Linked DNA regions of Mus musculus: regions 1, 2 and 3 are each linked to region 4. The links are chromatin contacts, called in public HiChIP or PLAC-seq maps. All regions are on one chromosome and are shown on one strand. The core of a region is the stretch at or near the end of the contact, and the rest is flanking DNA. Distances in the headings are between cores, read along the strand shown.

Region 1 (3,088 bases), core at 38-2,537, 550 kb before region 4:
ATGATTAAATAAATAAATAAATAACTTAATCCCGTTTTCTCCTATTACTGTTGGGAGAATTCTGACCCAGAAAAGCTGGCTCTCCCACCTAAGGTCCCAGAGCCAAGCCAGAGCCTCAACAGGCCACTTATCTTGCCCCGACTATTTTTCCATGATGACACATGACTCCTCACATGAACTGCCTTTTGTTTCTTCACGCCGTTCGGGTGTTTGGATTTGAGTGTTTGTGCCTATGCCCAGTGTTCCCAAGAAAACCTAACCAACCAGTCAATCTCTGCTTTCCACTTCAAGATCACAGAGTCTGCAGTTTGAGCACCTTGGTGTCTTGGCTGCCTGAGATTGAGAGAGGAACGGAACCCACGAAAGGGGGTTATGAACACTCCTCCCAGATGACTGCCTAGGCCGTCATTTAGATTTGAGAGATGTCCTAAAAACTGGGTAGTTCTCAGTGAGACAGCTGACAGCTTGCAAGCCAATCAGGACCCCCCGCCCCCGTGTTGTTCTGGATGTTTGACACTGCAGCTCCACGATCCCTTCATATCGCCATTTCTAAAACAGAGGACACTGGGAAAGGGGGAAAGCTGTCACATGGCTCCTGTATTCAAACATGGCGCCCTTTGGGTGCTTAGAGTGGAAAGGCCAGTGAAAGCACTGCTCCCTGACTCTCTCCCTGCCCCCTGATCGGAAGGTCCCCACCAGGATCAATAGAAGGAAATATGTAGCGCCCAAGGACAGGCTTCCAGGTGATTGGCTGACATTACCAAGTATGGCCTTCCCAGCAACCCAAGGACAGATTCCATTATTGCATTAATCTGATGGATCCCGGATATGCTCATTAACTTATTCACAGTAATGCAGCCAGAAAATGACCGGCTCAGAATTTGATCCCTGAAGCACCTTTATTCTTTACCACTTCTTGGCACTGCTCTTCTTTCCTAACACGCACAGAATAGGGGATAACACTACATACAGAGGTTCGGGACTTGGCCAGCCCAGGCAAAGGCTGCAATGAACAGACACCAGGCCTGAATTTCCTTCCCTCCAGCTTGCTCAACGGAGACTGCTCCAGCCAGCACTCCACTTATCCCCCCGGGGGCAAGAATTCTCTGCTCATTTCCTGGGTCCCCTCGGTGGGTGGTGGGAGCTGGGCACAAAAGCAGGAGAAAGGTAAACTTTCTGCATGTGAAAACCACCCCCCACCCCCGAGGAGCCGTGTCACACCGTATGTCACCGTCATCAAAGGGGCTGTGCATAAACCTGAAAAACCAAACGGACCTGTCTGTAGGTGTCACTTATATCACACGGCTACAGGTGCCTTTATTTCTACAGTCCGCTGGTGCTGGGAGCGCGCTTGCCTTCTCTTGCCTTGAAAGCCTTCTGTCTGGACCTAGCCACCACTTGTCTTCACGTAAGCAGCTTTTCTTTGCTCTTTTGAATGAATTGAAAGGGGGTGTCGGGGCTCAGAGACTTAGCTGGGGCCTGGGACTGAGTCTCTGTTTCCAGCTCCCACGGCAGCCCCTCCGTGAGGAAGCCAGAGTGCCTCCTCCGGGGGTGTTTGACTCAGGTTTGACGGCTTGCCGGAGAGATTTTTTTTTGTCTCCTCCGGGAAGGTGGCCACCCACCCTCTTCACCGGCCCCCACTTCCTCTGGTTCCACTAAACCAAAGGCAGCTGAGAGAATGTGTACAGGCGCTTAAATCTCTGCCCATCCTTTAGCTGCCTTTAGGAGGAAGCCGGATTCTGCACGGATAGCCAGCTCAAGAAAAACCCACCACCTCCCCCAACCCTGGCCTCACCCCTCAGTTCTTTGGAGGGCCTGCTCACCAAGCTGCCCCTCTTGATACAGAGAATGGTATTCTTACTGTTTAAGGCTTTTTTTGTTTTTGTTTTTGTTTTTTTAAGGAGTTTGTACAAAATAGTTTAAAGGAATCTCATTTGGCCCTCCCACAGCCCCTTAGGACAGAGTGCTTCCAGAAGAGAAGTGGCTAGGGTTTTTTTCCACTGTATTCTCAAACCTTATCAGTCTGTATGCGTTCAGGGGTTTGTGCGCATTTGCCCCCTACTGGCAGCAACTGGAAACACATGCTCTCCCGCATCTGCGTTAAGGTAGGAGAATTTAAGACAGAATAGGGGTCCTAGATCATTATGCACTTAGTCTCCATTTTACAGATGGGGCAACTGAGGCACAAGAAGGCCCGGTAATTTATAGAGATGGTTTTGTGTGGTAGTCCAAAGACTCAGACCCAGGCTGTTACACGTGCTCATCCACACGGAAAGCTTCATTCTCCTGCCTTCATTCTCTCGGCAAGGGTCTTTCTATGATTCAGTGTATTGGGGACAGCAGCTTTTACAGTTTGGTTGCCTCCTCTTCTCAAAAGTCTTCAGAGTGAAACTTTTTAGCTACTCAATCAATGTTCACTGATTTTATTAAATCCTCAGGACGCTCAGCGGACTGTGTGTTGAGATGTCCATTTTAAGGATTCGGAAGTAGGTTATCAGAGATGGTCATGAGTACTTACAGATTAGCAGACCAGGATGGGGAAAAAAATCAAAACTTTTAGCACGCCTGCAAGAAAGTCAGAGGTTGCAGCAGGCTAGGCAGGAATTGTGCCCTCCGTCGCTTGCTTTGTGACTACCGCAAACAACACTCATTCTCTGCGTCTTTAACCTAAAACTTGTGATCTTCCGATCGAAGCCCACAGCTTCCTTCTATGATGTTTTAGAAAAATATAGCTTAAAAAAAAAACCAAACAAATGAAGTCCTAAATGAGCTGAAGAAAAATGAAGTATTGCTCAATAAGGCACTGGCGAGTTGGCTCCCACAATGCAGTGGTTGCTTTCAGAACAAATACTCAAGAACCCAACCCACAAGCCCTCCACTGCTGCAAGTGTTGAAACCCCCACTGAGCCCTCTGCAGCCACCCTTCTTAAAGAGCCCCGAAGGGTGGGAAAGTAACACTTCCTATCCGTGAGGCTCTGCCGCAGTGGGCATTCAGGTGTCGTGGAGCGTTAGGAAAGAAAAAGTGTTTCTCTCCTCAACGGCACTGCCAAGATGATAAAACTGTGGGAGGATTTTCACTGTCTCACTT
Region 2 (3,125 bases), core at 253-2,752, 750 kb after region 4:
TCGCTCAGGAGTAACCTATAAAATGAGGGTTTATTTAAATAACTAGAGCAAATGGAGGGGAATAATGGTTTCAAACATAAAACACATGTAATTATTACTAAAGATTTAAGCTTGAGCCTCACACACTAAATATAAATATATATGAACACACCACCCTGGGATGCCTAGATGGCTCAGCAAACTTTTGACATGAAAACCAGGCAACCTGAGTTGATTCCTAGAACACACCAGTTAAGGTAGAAGGAGAGAACTGACTGCATACAGTTACACTCAGATCTCAACATGAGCAGTGGCTGGTGTGTTCACATACAATACAGCAGATTAAAAATAAAACAATTCCCAGATGGTTCACTTTAGGAGAATACAACTAAAGAAAGATATTCAACTAATTGAACATTCAATTCTATCTGAATTCAGACTACTGTGCCTAGTTTGCTTTTGTGGGGGATTTGTTTGTTTTTGCTTTTTGAGAAGACCTCTCACTGTGTTGCTAGCTCTTGGCTGGCCTGGGACTCCCTATGTAGATCAGGCTAGCTCTAAATTCACAGAGCTCCAATTGCCTCTGTCTCCCAAATTCTGGGATTAAAGGCATATGCCACCATGCTCAGCTGAAGCAGAAATTCTAAAACTGTATCATCTAAAATCTATTATCAGTAATTCCAGGCAAGAATAAACTTCCCAAGTGATCCAAACATGAAAGCCAGAATGGAACACAGACATACCCTTAGAGAAATCTACCTTCCTTGGGGTTTTAAAACTAAGTAAAAAAAAAAAAAAAAAAAAAAAAAAAAAAAAAAAAAGGCTGGGCGTGGTGGCGCATGCCTTTAATCCCAGCACTTGGGAGGCAGAGGCAGGCGAATTTCTGAGTTCCAGGCCAGCCTGGTTTACAGAGTGAGTTCCAGGACAGCCAGGGCTACACAGAGAATCCCTGTCTCGAAAACAAAACAAAACAAAAACAAAACACTAAGTCTTCCCTGAAGAGGCTAGAGACAACACCAAGACCATTCCATTTTATCTGGGACAATTCATCTGGTTTTTGTTTTGTTTTGTTTTGAGACAGGGTTTCTCTATGTAGCCTTGGCTGTCCTGGAACTGGTTCTGTAGCCCAGGCTGGCCTCGAACTCACAGAGATCTTGTCTGCCTCCGGAGTGCTGGGATCAAAAGCATGCGACGCCACTGCCCAGCTAGGATGATTCATCTGTAATCTTTTGATACTTAAAAGGTTCCCTTTAAATATAAATGTTCATACATGGGCCGGTTCGATCTTTGACTGTAAGGACTGGAAACTCAAACTAACCTTGAGATAAAGTGAGCTCAGCGCCAGACTGCAGTGTGGAGAGAACGGTAACAGCTGTCCCGGAGGTAGACTGTTGTCACCCCCTTGGGACACACAGGATCCCTCTAACTGTTCCTTGTTTCTGGTTTCTTAGTGTTGCTCCCTTGTGTTTTAGATCTAGTCAGTGTATTAAGCAGGGTTCTCCAGAGTCACAGAACGTATGGAAAGTCTCTATATAGTAAGGGAATTCGTTATAATGGCTTACAGTCCGTAGTCCAACTCCCCAACAATGGTCAGCTGTGAATGGGAAGTCCAAGGATCTAGTAGTTGCTCAATCCCATGAGGCTAGTTGTTTCAGCTGGTCTTCTGTAGAAGTAGATTCCCACAGATGGTGCTAGTAAGTAAACGAAAGCAGGCAAAGAGTGAATTTTCCTTATGTAGGCCTTCAGCAGAAGGTGTAGCCCAGATTAAGGGTGTGTACTGCCATGCCTAGATCTGGGCCTTGATTTGTCCCAGGTTGACTTTGAATTTAGAGATCTCCTTGCCTTAGTCTCCTGGGATTAAAGGCCTGTACTACCTTGCCAAGGCCTAAGCTTTTTATAGCCACTATGCCTCAAAATCTCCATGTCAAGGTCCAGGTGAGAAACTTGTGTCTTCCAGCCTCAAGATGTGGATCACAGGTGTGCCCTCCAGATCTGGATTGTAGTTCGTTCCAGATGTAGTCAAATTGACAACCTGGAATAGCCATCACAGCCCGGTAGAATTTGGATTTGCATAAAACCTAGCTCCTTAGTCTGCAGGAGGTTGCCTTTGGATGGAGTGCTCGTCCACAGACGACTCTGCTGAGCAGAGGTCAAGTTTACAGTCACCTAAGCACTGAGCACACAGGTGAGATGGGTCCCTTAGCAGGATCTGAGGAAGACTGGGTGAGAGCACGGAGCTAACAGCGAGGACAGTGACCCAGCATGGTTCTCCAAGGTTTTCAGAGTAGCACTGGTCCTATGGTTTGAAGTTTATAATGTCTTCAGAAAATGACAGCTCTACCATAAAACCTCCTATTCTTGGGCTGATCACCTGGCTCAATGGGTAAGAGACTGCTCAAAGCCTGGCAGCCTGAGCTTGGTCCCCAGGCTCCACAAGGCGGAAGAAACACACGAAGACTGGCAGTTGTGCTGACCTTGCCGTGCCCATTGCATCACACACACAAATGTTATATAGTTTCTAAAAATCTTAGTAAGTTTAAGGTAAGCTCCCTGCTCCAACCCCAGACACTATCTTGCTGTGTAGCTCAGGCTGGCCTGCAACTCACCATCTTCCCATTTCAGCCTCTGAAGTATTGGAATTAGACACAGGACACATCACAGTTGGCTTTTAACTGTGACTATTAGAATGTTTTCCGTGGTCTGACCATTCTGTTAGAATGTTCCTTCCTGAAGCATGAGCAAGTGCTGGGGCCATGGCTCAGCAGTTATGAGTACTGGCTGCTCTTCTAAAGAGGACCTGGGCTTGCTGCCCAGCTTCCACATGGCAGCTCACAACTGCCTAGAACTCCAGTTCCAGGGGATCTGAGCCCCTCTTCTGACCTCAGTAGGCCTCTCTCTCTCACTCTCTCTCTCTCTCTCTCTCTCACACACACACACACACTGTGCACAGGCATACAAAATAAAAGAAATAAAAAGAATGAACAAGCATGGCATGGTGGTACACATCTTTAATTTAAAAAATTTAAGAACTCAGGAGGCAGAGGCAGTTGGATCTCCAAGTTTGAGGCCAGCCTGGTCTAGAGTGAGTTCCAGGCCATCCAGGGTTACACGGGGAACCCATGGCTTAAAAAGCCAAAACCACAAAA
Region 3 (3,395 bases), core at 414-2,913, 620 kb after region 4:
TATTGTGCTCACCTGCTGTTATGATCACCTTCTTTTGACCACCTTGTTATTATCACCTGGCAGCCATGACTTTGTTTCAGGTTATGACCAGCTTGTTATGTTCTGCTTCGTAGCCTCTCTTATTTGCCTGCAAAATCTTCCATTTGACAACTCTCTACTCTTGAACTATAAACACCTGTATCTTCCCCACATCCAAGGCTGATCTCTTGGACCCAGACCTTAGAGACAGCCTGTGTGCATGAAAAAAAAAAAAAAAAAAAAAAGTCTTGCTTTAATTAACTTGATCATGATTTGGGTTGGTGGTCTTTCTCCTTGCATCTGTGACATTAACAATAACCTCTTTAAATGTTTTGATGAATACACGCACGCATAGGCGTGCACACACACATGCACACATATATACACATAAGCTATTTTATATTTCTGGCTTAATTTTGTGGCTATTTTTAGATTTATATATTTATCTTGTGAGTGCCTGTGTGTTTGTAAGTGCAGGAGTTTGCAAGCCATAGTGCATGTGTGGAGGTCAAGGAATAACTTCCTGGAGTCGGTTCTATCCTGTCAACTCATTGGATGCCAGGATCAAACTCAAGTTTTTTGGCCATCACGGCAAGCACCTCCACTCTTTGAACCATCCTGGCTCATTGTGGATATTTTTCTAAGTCAGTCACATCAGCAACAGTTTAAAAGAGTAACGCCCCATTGAGGGAGACTTCTGAAATATTCAGACTCCATTATCAAATGTTGCAGTGACTCAATATATGTACATTTGATTCATGCATCTATTTGCTTAAAAAGATATATGCATCTCATTGTATGGCCCTCGTCCGTGGGCTCTACACACCAGGCTGCCCTCAGAGATCCATCCAGCCTCTGTCTCCCGAGTACTGTGATTAAAGACTTGTGCCACCACCGCTCAATAACCTCCTGGTTACTCGTAAGCCAAATAAGAGCTTTTACCTTTTAAGTTAAATCTTAGCTGCTGTTGCTATTCCTATCTTTAGGCAAGGAAACAGAGACGCAGATAATGCAAATTGCCCAGTCTACTCCTCTATAGTAGGTGAGAAGTCTGGATGCAAAGCAACATTCCTTCGCCACTATCAACGCAATTTTGCAGATAAGAGATCGTGGTGAGACGCTAAACTAAAATCCCCGGTCTAATAGTGAACGGTGACAGCAAAAGTAAAAAAAAAAAAACAAAAAACAAAAAAACAAAAAAACAAAAAAACAAAAAACAGACTTGATGTGTTCCTCTCCTCCCCAAGAAAAGAAAACGTACAGAACGCGTTAGTAGACTCCTTATTCCCGAAACACGAGAGGTATTCACTAACTCTCAACGCTATTCCCTAAAATGGTCAGTTTGCCTGTACAGAGCGGATTGGCAGTCAGGCTTCAGCAGGGAGGAGCTCGGCTCTGCAACTCAGTCGTGAAATTCCAAGAAGCGCGGGAGCTCCCAGGCCAATCGGGTGGATCTTTCCGGCCGGCCTCGGAAATCTGGACAGCGGCGTCATCAGTTCCGGGCGTGACGTTAGCTCACGCACTGAGCCCGCCCTCTGGGAGCGCTCTGCGCTTGTGCACCTCCAATAATCCGGGAGTTAAGCCTCAGCCCCGCCCACTGTCCCGGAAGTGAATACGGAAGCGCCTCACACCCCCTCTGCCGGCTGGGGCGCAGCCATTTTAATTCAAATCTGAGTGGGCGGCGGCGGCGGCGGCGGCGGCAGCGGATTTGGCGGCGGCTTTGGCTCTGAGGGACAGGGGTAGTGTTCCTGGTTTTGGTGGGGTTTGCCTTTAGTTTAATTTTCCTTTTCTAGCTTCCCTTTGCCGGCTGGTGCGTACGTTGTAGTCCCCCGAGGCCATGTCAGGAGACGCAGCCGCGGAGCAGGTGAGGAACGGGAGCGGTGGGGCCTCGTGGCGACCTCTTCTCTCTCTAGCCCTGTGGGTGCGAGCACCCCGTTCGCGTGAGCAAGGGCCCTGAAGAGCTAGTGAGCCCGGGGATCGGGAGCGCATCCCCCGAAGTCTCCCAGGTTTGGGCTTCTCTGTGGCGTTCGTACGAATAAGTATGGGACTTAGACAATGGCAGAGACGTCGCTTCGCCCTGGCCATTGCAGTTTCTTCGGTCGGGACGGTGTATTTCATACCACTTTAGTGTTCCGGTAGTCCCAGATTGTTCTAACGTGTATCTGCGCTGGCAGTGTTTTCCTCGTCTGCCCCCCAGTCCTCTGTCCCCAGAAATAACGAAATCAGTCTGGAAAATTCGGCCCCCGAGAGAGCGAAGGTAAAAAGAGCCACGGCTCTTCCGAGCTTTGGGGGAATTTTGTGGATTCGCTTTCTTCCCCTCTCGTTTAGGAACACTTTATTTTTGCTTTTACGACCACGCAAACATTGCAGAATTTGGTAAACTGAAAACTCGAAATGTGCTTTAGTCACTGTAGGCACCATCTGTTTGGATGGTTAGATATGAATGATACATAAGTATTTTACAAATGGGACTTTTAGATAGGAGATCTCACCCTTTTGCTGTTTGGCTGTTTGTTTGTTTTGGATAGGTTTTCACAGTGTAGCCCTGACTAGGCAGGACCTTCTGACAGGATTGCTTCCTTGGCCTCCAGGCGTCCATCTCCATGTTTGGTTCTTTTGCTCTTTTATATCCTAAATTTTGTAGGCTAGTGTTTGGCTTTTACTGTAAAAAACAAAACTGAGTTTTTGAAAGGTGTGTGTTTTGATCTTGATCCACGTATATTTAGTTTTAAAAGAAAACAAAGTCCTAAATTTCTTATTGCTATAGCAATGAAATACGCTTGTATTTTTATTTCTTTTCTTTTTCCCAAATCCCCAGCTAATAAAATAGAAATTATTGGAGGTTGACAGATGAGGTAAAATAGGACTGTATGTTAATGAAGTGTAGGCAAATTAGAACTTAATTACTTTGGTGACTGAAACGCTTGAGGACCAATTTAATTCCAAGTCTTGGCAGTGCTTTTGCATTTTATCTAAAGTCAGGGTGCCCACGAATGCAGTGTCTTTGAACTATTTTTCTAAAACTGTTTATTTTACTCTACTCTTACCGGGCTGGCATTTTTATTTTCTGAAAGTGAAGGAGTGGTGTTGAGGTTTCATTGGATGTGTCTGAAATTCACTGTTTTATATAAATTTGTAAAGACAAAAATTTGCCATGCTTTTGTTTTAGAACTATGCGGGTTTTAGTTTTTGTTGTGGGTCATCCTGCTCCACCCCAGCTAGAGGTTGAACCCCGGGCCTTATGCATGCAGGGAAGCAATCAACCACTGAGTTAAAAGCCTTAGTAACACAGTGTGTGATGTTTTCTATGAGAACTGTGATGAGACTTTATAAACCTCCATTCTCCAAACCCCTTTTATTTTGACAGTTGCCCCTAT
Region 4 (3,394 bases), core at 92-2,591:
TCATCTTCCGGGGTGAGCTGGTCTAGGTTATTAAAGCAATCTTTAAATTGGGGCTGAAATGCCTATGTCTTTGATCCGGGCTGTTCTTACTAAACAATGGATTCTGAGAGCACTCGGGACTTTCCTCTTTACAAACCTGAAGACTGTCATCATCATAAGCTAACGGGCCTTGAACGATCATTTCTGGACTCAGTTTCAAGGAACTCAAGGCCCAGGGGGACCTAGGTTTTTCTCCTGAAAAGTAGCTAGCTGGAATCCATCTCTTCCCTTCTGTATTTCTTTCTCCTTCTAGAACTTGTCTTCAAGCTTGAAGGAGAAACCTGCCCTTTTCTTTGTTTTATATAAGACAAAATAATAGTAAGTAATAACTGAAAGTCTTTTTATCGGGAAGGAACTTCCTCCGGTCCAAGCAAGTATTGCTGCTGATACTTTACAGAGAGGGCCAGCCTCACCGCTGGAGTTCGCTCTTTGAAAGAGGCTAGGGGAGGGAATTCTGCCGCCAGCAGATGGAGAGGAGACCCGGACAACGTGGTCCCTCCCAGACACCCTCCCTGCGGGATTAGCTGCCCCCAGCTCTGCTCAGGCGCACCTAGCGCGTGAGGTTCCTGGTCACACAGCTTGCGCCCCTCTCTGGAGAGCAGTCGCAGCTACTAGCTTGCCGCCAGCAGAGCCGCACTGTCTCGGGCATCGCAGAGCACCACGACTGTGGACTTGGGACCTCGAACCCGAGACGAGCGCGCGCTAGCCAGCCATTAGCAACGCTTGCATTTCTGCAGGTGCTTATTTCACATTCTTGTCTTTTCTTTCCTGCTGGAACGGGCGAGTGGTTACTTTCAGCCTGAGGCCAAAGGGAAAGGCAGAAGAAGGGGAACTCTGAAAAAGACAGTTTAGTGGCAGCGGGATTCTTGCCCCAGGAGAGGGGCTCAGGGGAGACTCTCGGTCTCTGCCGCGGGCCCTTTTAAGAAGCCAAGTCAGGGCTGCCGCTGTCGCCGTTGCTGCTGCTGCCGCTGCCGCCGCCGCCGCCGCCGCCGCCGCTATTTGGATTGCTAATCCCCAGGAGCCCCGTTTAAAAAAAAAAAAAAAAAGGAAGAAAAAAAGGGGGGAGGGGGCGGGCAGCTGTCTCTTTAAATGTGATTTCCTTCTATTGTATTTGAATCGTGATCAGGAAAAAGGAAATGAAACCAGAGACAGAGGGAAGCTGAGCGAAAATAGACCTTCGCGAGAGAGGAGGGAGCCTGGGGAGAGCCGCGCGGTCAGCTCCCCGCCCCCAGGCCGCCGCCCCCTCACTGCCCCCGGCGCCCCGACCCCGGCGAAGGTGCGAGGGGCTCGGGGCGACCGGGCGGAGCCGGCTACTGCGCGCGATCGGGACCGGGCGGCGGCGGCGGCGGCTGTGGTGACGGCAGCGGGACCGGGATGGAAGGTTAAGTCCTGAGCAGCGGCAGCTGTCGCAGCCACCGGAGGGAGGCCGGGCTGCTCCCCGGCCCCCTGCCTTGGCCGCCGCGCGCCGGGCAGCTGGATGATTCGCTCTCTCTCTTTGGCGTTTGAAGGGAGCGCGGTGACTGTCCTTGAGCGTGGAGGGGCGAGCTCGCCAGCGGAGCGACCGAGCAAGAGGAGGCGCAGGAGCGGCGGCGCCCGAGCACCCGAGGGGGTCCGAGTCCAGGCAGCTAGCCAGCCACGCGCCACAAAGGGAGCGCCCCCGCCGCCCGGCACGCCGCCCCCCTCCCCAATGTCCTCGGCCATCGAAAGGAAGAGCCTGGACCCGTCTGAGTAAGTGTGGCGCTTCTGTTCCGGCACCCCAAACAGGGTCCCAGGCTAGGCGCGAGGGGCTGACTCCAGGTGCGCGCCCGCAGCGTGCCCTTGATCCCTCCGTCTCCCAGGGGTTCTCTTTCCTCGCGGGTGACTCTGGAAACACCGAGAGGGACTGGGCGGCGGAAGCTGTAACTGGGATCGACCCTGCGGACCGCTCCGGGCTATCTGGAAAGCTCCCCAAACCTTTACCAGGGCCAGAAAGTTTGCCCAGGAGCTGGCACCCGGAGCTCTGAGGCACAGGTGCAGGGCAGGGAGAGTGGAGGACAAGATTCTGCCTTCTCCCTTTTCGTCCCACCCTCTCCAGGTTCCCTTCCTTTTTGTCCATTTGGCCTTGGAAAGGGGGGCATCCCAACTAGAACATCCCGGGGTCTCCGACGTCGACTCTCCTACCAGGCCCGGAGTAGAGCGGACAGTTGATGAGGTCCGCTTGTCCACCTGGGAACTGGTTCTGGCCTCCAGAGACTTCTAGAATTGCTAATCTGTCGTTCCTCCCGGTACATGTTCGCCCCTCCCCTGAGTTTCCTAGTGCGGGCATGTGAACCTCGAAAGTTAGTGCACATTTTTTTTTCTGTCTAGTATGTTTTTCTAGGGAGCAGAATCTCATCGAACTCTCAGAAGGGCTGTGTGTGTGTGTGTCAGCGAACCAGAGCTTTAATGAGCATGTACTGTCTAGTGCTCTGAGCTTTGCGCTGGTTTGCAAAGAACAGCCCCCCCTCCCTTCCCCATTCCACAGCCTGTACCCTCCTAGCCCATTCTCTAGCCTTAACAAGGGGAGCCAGGAACGAAGGTATCGGTTTTTTTTTTTCCACGTCCACACAAATGCCCTTTTAAGAGTCATTAGCTGTCTGGTTTTGAGTTTTTATTCCTTTGAAGTCCTCATCTAATCCTTTGAAGGGATTTGTTAACACAAGACCAAAGGCACTGCTAATGACTTGTCCGTTTGGGCTTTTAAGATGCATTTGTTTTGGTGGGGTTTTGCCCCCCTTTTCTTTTCTTTTCCTGCTTTAAAAGAATTGTGCTTTCCTGCTGGAGTTTTCCTATTCACCCCCCCCTTCAATTTCAGCCTTCTGTGGTGTTTATTTACCTGGGCTTTACCCTCAGCCAGCAGCATAAAAACCCAGCGTGTTCTCATAAAACACAGGAAGTCCCACGATCCAGCAAGAATATAAACATCACTCTTCAGTCTTGAAGGTTAAGACACTAGCTCAGAAAGGAGCTAGGTTTGTTGGCAAGAGGACCAGCTTCCTTAAAATCTCAGGAGAGAAACAACAACCCTTTAAAGAGTCAGTGTCTATAGCTTGTTCCCTTTTAAGCATAAGCTTAGAATTACATCTGGGCCCCGAGTTTTCAGAAATTGGACAAGACATAAGATTACACAGTTGGGGAGGCAGTCTGGTGAACTGCTGTTTACTGGCTCCCTATCAGCACAACCTAACCACTAATCCTTTATTAGATGTTGAATCTACAGAGTTTGGCTTCTTAAAAAAATTACTAATTACATGAATGTGTGTGTGCACCTAAGCTCAGGTCCCCTGGAGGCTAGAGGTGAAGGATCTCCCTAGAGTGGGAGTCACAGGTAGTTGTG

What was found. HiChIP or PLAC-seq counts read pairs in DNA pulled down with a chosen protein or histone mark.
Region 1: a contact with region 4 is called in an H3K4me3 HiChIP or PLAC-seq map of stem cell-derived neural progenitor cells, with 19 read pairs. The contact joins the promoter of Elf5 here to the promoter of Lmo2 in region 4. A contact is called at or near these places in 2 of 39 promoter capture datasets (both in liver) and 2 of 115 datasets of contacts at active chromatin or transcription factors (craniofacial prominence and stem cell-derived neural progenitor cells).
Region 2: a contact with region 4 is called in an H3K4me3 HiChIP or PLAC-seq map of bone marrow-derived macrophages, with 4 times the contacts expected there. The contact joins the promoter of Pin1rt1 here to the promoter of Lmo2 in region 4. A contact is called at or near these places in 1 of 39 promoter capture datasets (hippocampal neurons) and 1 of 115 datasets of contacts at active chromatin or transcription factors (bone marrow-derived macrophages).
Region 3: a contact with region 4 is called in an H3K4me3 HiChIP or PLAC-seq map of bone marrow-derived macrophages, with 3 times the contacts expected there. The contact joins the promoter of Cstf3 here to the promoter of Lmo2 in region 4. A contact is called at or near these places in 5 of 39 promoter capture datasets (the 3T3-L1 cell line, cranial neural crest, erythroid cells and 2 more), 2 of 115 datasets of contacts at active chromatin or transcription factors (the 230-238 cell line and bone marrow-derived macrophages) and 1 of 9 other capture datasets (liver).

What each region holds. Positions count from the first base shown.
Region 1 is chr2:103,422,781-103,425,868 of GRCm38.p6, forward strand. It overlaps Elf5 (E74-like factor 5), which reads left to right and starts at 1,288. Exons shown (of 7, transcript NM_010125.3): 1 at 1,288-1,408.
Region 2 is chr2:104,714,788-104,717,912 of GRCm38.p6, forward strand. Pin1rt1 (protein (peptidyl-prolyl cis/trans isomerase) NIMA-interacting 1, retrogene 1) reads right to left here and starts at 1,503. Exons shown (of 2, transcript NM_001033768.2): 1 at 1,298-1,503; 2 at 1-15.
Region 3 is chr2:104,588,821-104,592,215 of GRCm38.p6, forward strand. Cstf3 (cleavage stimulation factor, 3' pre-RNA, subunit 3) reads left to right here and starts at 1,664. Exons shown (of 21, transcript NM_145529.3): 1 at 1,664-1,882. The coding sequence starts at 1,856.
Region 4 is chr2:103,968,946-103,972,339 of GRCm38.p6, forward strand. It overlaps Lmo2 (LIM domain only 2), which reads left to right and starts at 1,342. Exons shown (of 3, transcript NM_008505.4): 1 at 1,342-1,767. The coding sequence starts at 1,517. All of the region lies in intron 1 of Gm38515 (a long non-coding RNA gene), which reads right to left.